3 separate regions of the Mus musculus genome follow, and all the other regions are linked to region 3. A link is a contact called in public Hi-C and promoter capture Hi-C data. All regions are on one chromosome and are shown on one strand. Each heading gives the region's core, a stretch centred on a gene start, on an enhancer-like site or on the middle of the called end of the contact. The rest is flanking DNA. Distances are from core to core; before and after follow the strand shown.

Region 1 (2,866 bases), core at 245-2,744, 66 kb before region 3:
CAGCCGAGCTCCGTGAGCATTCCTCAGCTCTTGATTTTAGAATTTGTATATTTTTGTTGAGCTTTTTCTCAGTTTCAAGGTTGTCAAGTTTCCAAGGGTTTGTGATCTCTGTTTAAATGTGGTGTTTTATAAATGGGAAGATTGAATGTGAAGTCTTAGCAACCATATTTCATTTATTCCTCCTAAACCTCATGAGCACTGAGGTCTCAGTCTTTTTGCTTCATTGCTGTATTCTGTGCCTAGAACAGAGCCTGGCACACTAAACCTGCTCATGACTATTGTGGGAAGAGTGTGCATATTGGTGAGCACAGAGCTTGCTGTGGATCTGTTGCTACAATCCTTGTATCCTGATTGGGCAGTGTAGGGCGCTGCACCCACGTCAGTAAGTGTGCTCTGCATTGTCTGCCTGCGTTACTTTGTGGGGCAGTAGGGCTCCGGTGGGCTGCAGGCTGGCGTCCTTGTCTAACGTTTCCTGTGTTTGTTTCTGCTGTGGGGTGGAAGCAGCCCCCATGTGCAGCAGTGTGCCCTGTGAACAAACTGGCTGCAAGCCCAGGCCCACAGCTAGAGTGCCTAGGCCGCTGTTGCCGCTTGGACGGGCGGCTGACTTGGTTTGCCAGTTTCCTCGCTTCTTGAATGTGCTGATATGTGCTAGGTTCCCAGGGCACCAACACCGTGAGCATTGTGGATGTCAGCTGCTAGACTGACCTGACAGTGGGAGACAAACAGAGGCATGAAAAAGATTATACAGAATTAGCAGTTTACAGAAGAGATATTGGAGCTGGAGAGATGGCTCAATGGTTAAGAGCACTTGTTGCTCTCCTAGAGGACCTGAGTTTGGTCAGGTAATTCACAATCCTGTGACTCCTGCTCCAGGAGGATCTCATGTCCCTGGCTTACACACACACACACACACACACACACACACACACACACACACACAGACACATTTAAAAACAAAAACAATTAAATATGTATAATTGATATATTGAGGCTGAGAATGTAGTTCTTTGATAAGAGTGCTTACCCAACCATGGATGTAATTAATCTTGACACCAAGAAAAAGAGGAAGGAAGGGAGGGAGGGAGGGAGGCAGGGAAGGGAGGAAAGAAAGAAATGATACGTCTAAGAAATTTTGCATTTGTTTTTATCTACTGAGTCCAGGCAGCAGAGGGTAAGTTGGACATGGGAGAAGCAACAGCTTTATAGAAAGAGCCACAGGCCGTCTACAGCTCGGAGATGTTCGGGTGACTGTATGTAGTTCACTGCCTGACTAGAAAGGCAGTATCTTTGTCAAACAGGACACGCTGTCAGAAAAATCCTATGTTGATCTGAAACCCGCCTCTTCTGTTGCTTCCTATCGGCCTCCGCAGTAACAGCAGCCAAGGGTGGTGGTTCCAGTAGTAGCTCATTGGCTTTCGTGGCCCACATTTCCCGGAATCCTCCTCCACGTGGTGTGATGTGCGAGCCATTTCTCAGCTGGTCATTGAACAATGTGTCTGTAAAATGCACGGCACAGAGCAGTAGCTGTCTGTGTCTTAATCACTCAGTCCCACAGTGAGAGGAGCTGCAAAGGAAGATGCGCATGCTATTTGCATTTGGGGACAGGCTGTGTCAGTCACTGACTGCAAGCTATAAATATTTGCTTTGTCACTTAGAGCCTCATTTTCTTCACATAGAATAAGAGGCACGACTCACAAAAGATCCTTACGGAAGTTGTCTTGATTTGAATAATTTAGAAATTAGTACAAAGAAGCTAACTATTTTGCTTTAGGGAAAAGAAAAGTGTCTATCAGCCTTCACACTGTCAAATGGTTGCTAATTCTGACCTTAGTGCTTCGTGCGCAAATCTAAGGAAAGAGTTCTGAGGTCACTCTGTGATGTTCCAGTCTAGTGTTCTGTAGAAGACCCCATGTCCCAGATGTCAGCTTCATTGCTTGAAAGCTGTCTGTTTATTAAAGTAGTGCAGCTAATGGACTACTTCTGCTCAGGCACACGGCGTATGTATCAGCTCTCCCCGCCCTATTTTATGTTTGTGATAATGACACTACTCGCCCACTTTCACGGTGATTCTGCTGTAGCCTCAGAGTTCTCCCTTCACCATCTTGCTTTGACTGGCCAGGTCGTTCAGAGGCTCGCACCGACTTCTCTGTGCAGGAAAGGGTTTTACTTGTTAGATTCCTCCTCCTTCCCATCATCCTTTCCAGCAGTAGCCACCAGGGTTGTCTGAAGTGCAGGTCAGATCGGATGCTGCCCGTTTCTCCATCCTGTCCTCAGTCACGTCAACAGCTCGGCTTTCCCACGGGGGGCTGGATAGGTGCTTAGAGAGGGCCACAGTGCATCCTCACCCTGCCTGGAAACCGTGCTAGCAATCCGATGAGCTGTCTGATACCTGCTCACATCTGCCTTTGGACAGTCCCACGATTCCCATTTCTTTGAGTCAGAGATGGGGCTTTTCCTTCCTCTTGGTGTGTATCGAGCCAGCCTCGCCTCCCTGTTCTGAGGGCATTTGTGTGAAAGTGAGATTTGAACTTCACTTTCCATGTGGCAAATCTGAAATCACAAAGTCGGCCCCTGTTGATGCTCTCACTACCTCGTTTCGAGCATACTGGAGAATGGTCATAGTGTTCCCAGGGTTTGACTTGCGAGTGACTCATAGCCATGGCCTAGCCACGTCGTAAAATGTGATCCGAGACAGAACTTGTTTTAAGTTGGTTGGTATTGTTTGTTGTGTTGTTATGCTAGGAGCTTGTTTTAATAGAGTCAGTTTTAATACCTGCCACTTTTGCTACAAGGATATTACTAAGCACTTGACCTAGCCCTAGCACTAGTCTGCCCAAGTGAGCAGGTCCTCAAGATGAGGTCACCA
Region 2 (2,700 bases), core at 118-2,617, 120 kb before region 3:
TTGTAGCTGCCTTCCCACTCCAATGGCAGTTGTGGGTGGCTGCGGTAGACACTAGGTGGTTTAGAGAATCAAAAAAAAAAAAAAAAAAAAATTCCCATGAGTCCCTTCGCCCCTTCGCCTGTTTCAGAATTCAGTCTTTCTGGGCTTCTCCTCTATGTTTTCACCATGGTGCTGGTAGTGGCTGTCCTGAGGAGCCCTGTAGGCCTCAGTCTGGAGATGGGAGGGCTATCTCTTTCCTCAGAGGGCTGGTCAGATCCATGGTGGTCGGGCTGTTTCACCTAAGGCTGCAGATGGAAGACAAGAACAATCACAGAATCTGGAGAGGAGAAAGGTGTCAATTGGGGGTGGTCGAGGGAGGATGTTGCCAGACCACACACATCCCAATGTGGCCAGGGCATTTAAATCTCCTTGACAATTCTTGCCTAAACTAAACAGTGGGCCAACTGGGGAACAAGTGACCAAGCCAAGATTGTACGAGTGCACGTGTATGTGTGTATGTGTGTGTGTGCACGCATGTGTGTGTGTAAATAACACAATTCAGGGACATGAAAGGAGAGAGGACTTGAGGGGAGTAGGGGACCAGGAAAAGGCCAGTAAGCAGGGTCAGATGGGGCAGAGTAGTGAGAAGGAAGACAAAGTATAATTAATTACACAAAATTACCAAAAATGCCACAATGTAACGCATTAAACTGACTCTCAAAGTAATTGAGGGGAAAAAAATGCATTTACAAAATAAAGTTTCATGGCATAAAATTGTTACAGGAATTTTTTTAGGGTCAAAACCTGGGCCCTGGAGACCCCAGTGATCTTGGAAGGCATCTTTCTTCCTTGGCGTGGTGTTCATCAGGAAGCTTTTTATTGACGGTCTTATCTCCTCCTGGTCCTTGGGCTCCTTGCTCTGTTCCACAGCCAACTCCTCAGTCCACACAGTAAGAGGAAATAAGGAAAGAGAACTCCCTGAAACAGAAAGACAAAACGGGGCCTAGAAATCTACAGACCGGACTGGCCGGCATCGGGACACATGGCCTCTCTTAGCTACAATGGTCATGTGCGAGCAGGAGCGTCGCCCCTGCTGAATGAAACCGGTGTTCTGATAGAAAGCAAGAACGGAGGGATCAGTACCAGCCTATATTGGATCCCTGATCTTGCCAAACTTGAGAGTTATGGAGGAAAGAGCCCACGCCATTGAGTCCTCCTCTGTCCCTGGTGAAGGCGAGAAAAAGCAAACCTTTTCTGAGTCGTGACAGCTGGGGGATGTCCCGTGGCTCCCCTCTTCTTTTTGGCCAGAGAATGTAACTGGTCGTCCCACAGGGTAGCATGTAACCGAGAGGAAATAAACGTCGTGGCTGTGGAATGTGTGGTCTATTGCTCACTGAGGAGGGTGGCGGGGCTTTTTACAACAGGAAGCCCAGGATGGATGGCGAATCGTAAGGAAGTAATCAGTGTGGTATTTCACTTCAGTTGGAGGGAGTCCGTTCGCTGCCTCTTAGCCTGGTTGCTTGAGGAGTCGATTTTCCCCAACCACTTACAGCTGTCGTGTTTTGTAGTGATTTCTATGTGTTATGTTTGGGGTTCTCAACTTAGAACAAGGCTCGCTTCTTCTTCAATTTGTTGCTTTCTTTAGTACTTCCAACAGTTCAGCCAGCCAAGAAACTGTGTGATGGGCCTGAAGCTACGGGGAGGCAGCACCCTACCATGGGGCAAGCCCTGCCTGCGGGGGAACCATTTAGATTGAACTAAAAAGAAACAGTGGCGAATGGTGGGGCTCAGGAGTGATCTGCCACAGCCACCTGGAGAACAAAACTAGGAAACATTGTATATGTTTTTAAAAAGTTACTTATTATTTTGTCTCTGTAGTCATGAGGATCAAACACGTTTGATCTACAGTTTATCTATCCCCCAGATCCTGAGCCAGTGTTTTTGTATCTTGGGTCGGTTGACTTGCGCTCACGTCAGTCAAATGCGACGACTGTAACTTTACAAGCAGAATTGCATTTCATAAAAAGCTCAGCCTTGGGGCTGGAGAAATGGCTCAGTGGTTAGGAGCACTTCCTGCTCTTGTAGAGGCCCCAAGTTTGGTTCCCAGCACTCGCATGGTGGCTCACAGCCACCTGTAACCGCCACTCTCGGGCCTCTGTGGATTAGAATACAAGATTTTTCTCCTTTGTAGTTTTTATAATTCTTATAGTCTACAGGCATGACGTGTGTCTTGAGTAACGGGCATGCGCATTCCTGCATATGTGTGTGTTTGTACAGGGTCTCCTTGTGTATCTCAGGCTGCCCTCAACTTTGAAATCTTCCTGCCTCAGTCTCCTGGGTACCGAATTTGCTAGCATGCCAAGCTTGGTTTGCATTTTTGTCCAGTGTTTCTTCAGGTCTATGTCCAGTCTCTCAAGCAAAATATAAACTGCTTTAGGTGCGGGAAGATGCTGTGGAATAATATTTGGATTCTAGGGTTGGACATTTTTTAAAAATGGATATCTTGAATGTTTAACTAAGAACCTGTCTTTCCACATAAATATATTTGCAAATCTGAAAACAGTCTTTTATTAGACCAAACATATACTTTAAAAAAAAAACCCTTTCCTTTAACATGTTATTTTTATAGGTGCTAAAAGAAACAGCGCGGTGGTAAGGAGAGCAGACACTTGCTGACTTCCAGCTGTGGAGGGGACACCTCTGATTGCTTTCATTCTAACA
Region 3 (2,778 bases), core at 89-2,588:
ATATACATACACATATACATATATATATCTGGCTTGAAGTGGCTCATTTTACTGGCAGAGAAATAACTTATCAGATTCCAGCACCAGGTAAGGACACTGAAACTTCCTGTCTCGTGGAGGGAACAACTACGGAATTCTTGGACTTTCCTTTAGTGGGCGCACAGGTGCTCTCTCTCTCTCTCTATCCCCCCCCCCTCTCTCTCTCTCTCTCACACACACACACACACACACTGATTTTATCAGTTCCATTCCATTAGAGAACCCTAATTCAGATGGGTAGTGAAGATGATTAGAGAAAGTATCTAGGTATTTAATCCTCAGGAGATAAGGATATCTGAGCAGCACCAGGAGCCCAGGTTGGGTCAGGAGCTAACCCAGGTGACCGCCATCGTATACAGAGGGAAGGGGACTCGCAGGGCTCCTGAATCAGAGCTGCAAGTGGACAGGAAAGCTAACTGCGACGAGGTCGGAGAAACCAGAGGCTTCAAACCATGTGAGACTATTCAAACCATGTGAGACTAACAGGGGAGTTTGCTTTCGGGATGGATTTGTATATCAGAGAGACAAGAACCCGGGAAGCCAAATAGGTAACAACCTGGAAAGAGGCCAGTGGTGGCTACGCTGAGGTAGTGGCTGGGAGCAAGTGGTCAGCCATCGACCTCTGAGTGTATTTTAAAGGTAAGGTCACGGGGCTGCTGATCACGTGGGCTAGTGCGTGGAGAATTAAGATGGTCAGGGGTGAACCCAAGATGTGGAAATGAAGGAGTTGCCTTCACTGTCCGAAAGAGTCGGGAGAGGAAGTCGGACTTAGCAAGGGCAGGTGCTGAGCCTGGAAGCACGCAGTTTGCATCCAGTATCCTTGTGGCGCCTTCTAGCGGGTGGACAAACAAGTCTGTCGCTAAGGAAAAGCCTGAGCGTATGAATGGTGTTTAAAGCCACGAGCTTTCAATGAGCATGAGTGGGTATAAGAAAGGATCAATAGTGGCCTCTTGCTTAGCGTGGCAGGGACAGAAACTGCAGACGCCAACAGCGTGGGCGACGACCTCTCCATATCTCCTCACTGAGTCTCTCCATCAGCAATATCCACACTGCCGACCCAGCAGCAAGCCAACAAAACAACCAACCAGCAGGGGGTGCTACTGAGCGCCCCTCTCCACCCTCTACCTTCGCTCTGCTCATCTCGGAACCATCTCCTGGCAGAAAAGGGAGCAGGGAAGTATGACATTAAATTTCAAAAGCTCTCTCTTAAATAAATAAACTCGAAGTAAATGGTGTTTGCCGTTTGAATGGGCAAGCTTCAGTTTGTGCTCAAATGAATTCATGTGGCTTCAGCGCTTCCCCTGGGATGTTGAGCAAGTGAGCTTTCATTTTCACTGTGCGTTAGGCCAAGAATAGGAGGAGGGGGCCCTGGGATCTGGACTCATTTAAATCCTGCGTGAAAGGGATCAAGGCCACTAGCAGTGGTAAAGACCCAAACAGACACTGTAGCGTCTGCCAGAGTCCCTCCTTCCATATTTCCCTGGCTATTAGGGTTGGTCCGCCCTCTGTCTCCCCAGCCCTTGAAGGACTACAGCCCCTTGCGCTTCCCCTGGGAGAGGGCTTTGTTCCTAGAGCACGTTTTGCCCCGGGAGCCTTGCTCTCCCACAGAGATGCTTTTCAAGCAATTGCCCAACTCAACCAAGCTTCTGCTTCCTTGTCTTCTGCCTGCAGTCTGTGGTCACAGATTTGAAAGACTTAATAGACAGACAGACCCGTTTGTCTCTCCCCGAGTGAGGAAATGAAGATTTCCACTTGGCGCTGTGTTTGTCTTGAGAACAAGACCAAGCAGAAAATCGCTCCCGTGTTGCCCAACTGCCGTCCTTGGGAAGAAAATTTTATATTTTTTTTCTTTGCAAAATTTTATTCAGACATTTTGGGCTATTATTTGCTTAAACCTTCCCCACTCTTTCTCCTCCCTGACCAACCCTGGTTTTGAGATGGAAAAATAAACTAGCCCCAGTATCAATGAACACCAGTGACTGTTTTCTTCTTTCATTATTTAAAAAAAAAAAAAAAAAAAAAAAAGCCATGTTTTGTCACAGGCTATTAACGAGTCACTAGGTGCTCAGGAAGTTTTCAATGCCTTTTCTTTTCCTAAGTTCACCCCTGCACCAAACACGGTGCCCACAGATACTGACAACTTCCGTCTACACAGCAACCCAGCAAGCTTTCTAATCCCGTTGGACCGATGAAGCAACTAAAGGCAAAGGATTTAGGGATCTTGCCTTAAGGCGGCCCTCAAGCCTGGTCCAGGAGCTCCTGCTTCGCAACAATGTCTGCATCCGCCCCTAAGATCAATGAGCTCTGCATCCTCCTAAGATCAATGAGCTCTGCACCCTCCTAATATCAATGTGCCTTGTTTTCTTGGAGTTTGTGCAGTTTGCACAACACTCATAATTTGAGTCAAAATACATGGGCTTTGTCAGAATTGTAGCACAGTGTGCTAATTACTAAGGAAGTGCAGCACAGACTCACGTTATCCTTTACACTAAGAGACTCAGACTTACGGAGGGTGGCAAGGCTTAGAATGCCCTTTAAAGGGCTTATCTTGCAGACCAGAGACCCCCAACCACTTTTGAAATCACTTGAACATTTTGGACGATGAAATGAAACAAGTGATCCAATTGACTTTCCCGTTGCTGTGATAAAATGTGCTGATCAAAAACAGCTCGGGGAGAAAGGGTTGACTGCACCGTTCTCTTGTATGTCACTCCATCATTGAGAGGGGTCAGGGCAGGA

What was found. Promoter capture Hi-C pulls out the DNA fragments that hold promoters and counts their contacts. A called contact is a pair of places that touch in the nucleus more often than the background predicts.
Region 1: a Hi-C map of CD8 T cells shows a contact between it and region 3, with 2.1 times the contacts expected there. The contact joins two enhancer-like sites. A contact is called at or near these places in 1 of 39 promoter capture datasets (the C10 cell line), 1 of 15 datasets of contacts at CTCF or cohesin (CD8 T cells), 19 of 484 Hi-C or Micro-C datasets (B cells, the C10 cell line, CD4 single positive thymocytes and 13 more), 5 of 115 datasets of contacts at active chromatin or transcription factors (the 230-238 cell line, effector CD8 T cells, embryonic stem cells and 1 more) and 1 of 9 other capture datasets (embryonic stem cells).
Region 2: a contact with region 3 is called in a promoter capture Hi-C map of pre-B cells. The contact joins the promoter of 8430423G03Rik here to the enhancer-like site in region 3. A contact is called at or near these places in 15 of 39 promoter capture datasets (the 3T3-L1 cell line, the C10 cell line, the HPC-7 cell line and 10 more), 12 of 484 Hi-C or Micro-C datasets (the C10 cell line, CD4 T cells, the HPC-7 cell line and 7 more) and 11 of 115 datasets of contacts at active chromatin or transcription factors (the 230-238 cell line, acute myeloid leukemia, bone marrow-derived macrophages and 5 more).

Annotation. Positions count from the first base shown.
Region 1 is chr5:148,895,854-148,898,719 of GRCm38.p6, reverse strand. All of the region lies in intron 4 of Katnal1 (katanin p60 subunit A-like 1), which reads left to right. Among named protein-coding and RNA genes, the nearest start is that of Katnal1, 31 kb to the left of the region's middle. Within about 2 kb of position 1,494, at least 112 of the 459 cell types and tissues checked have an H3K27ac peak or open chromatin away from gene starts, as enhancers often do. A contact at or near this core is called in B cells, CD8 T cells and the HPC-7 cell line, where this site is marked.
Region 2 is chr5:148,948,917-148,951,616 of GRCm38.p6, reverse strand. It overlaps 8430423G03Rik (RIKEN cDNA 8430423G03 gene), which reads right to left and starts at 1,367. Exons shown (of 3, transcript NR_040686.1): 1 at 1,229-1,367; 2 at 784-957; 3 at 1-284. LOC108169085 (a long non-coding RNA gene) reads left to right here. Exons shown (of 2, transcript XR_001785025.1): 2 at 2,609-2,700.
Region 3 is chr5:148,830,146-148,832,923 of GRCm38.p6, reverse strand. No RefSeq gene overlaps it. Among named protein-coding and RNA genes, the nearest start is that of Gm36405, 22 kb to the right of the region's middle. Within about 2 kb of position 1,338, at least 51 of the 459 cell types and tissues checked have an H3K27ac peak or open chromatin away from gene starts, as enhancers often do. A contact at or near this core is called in B cells, CD8 T cells, the HPC-7 cell line and 3 more, where this site is marked.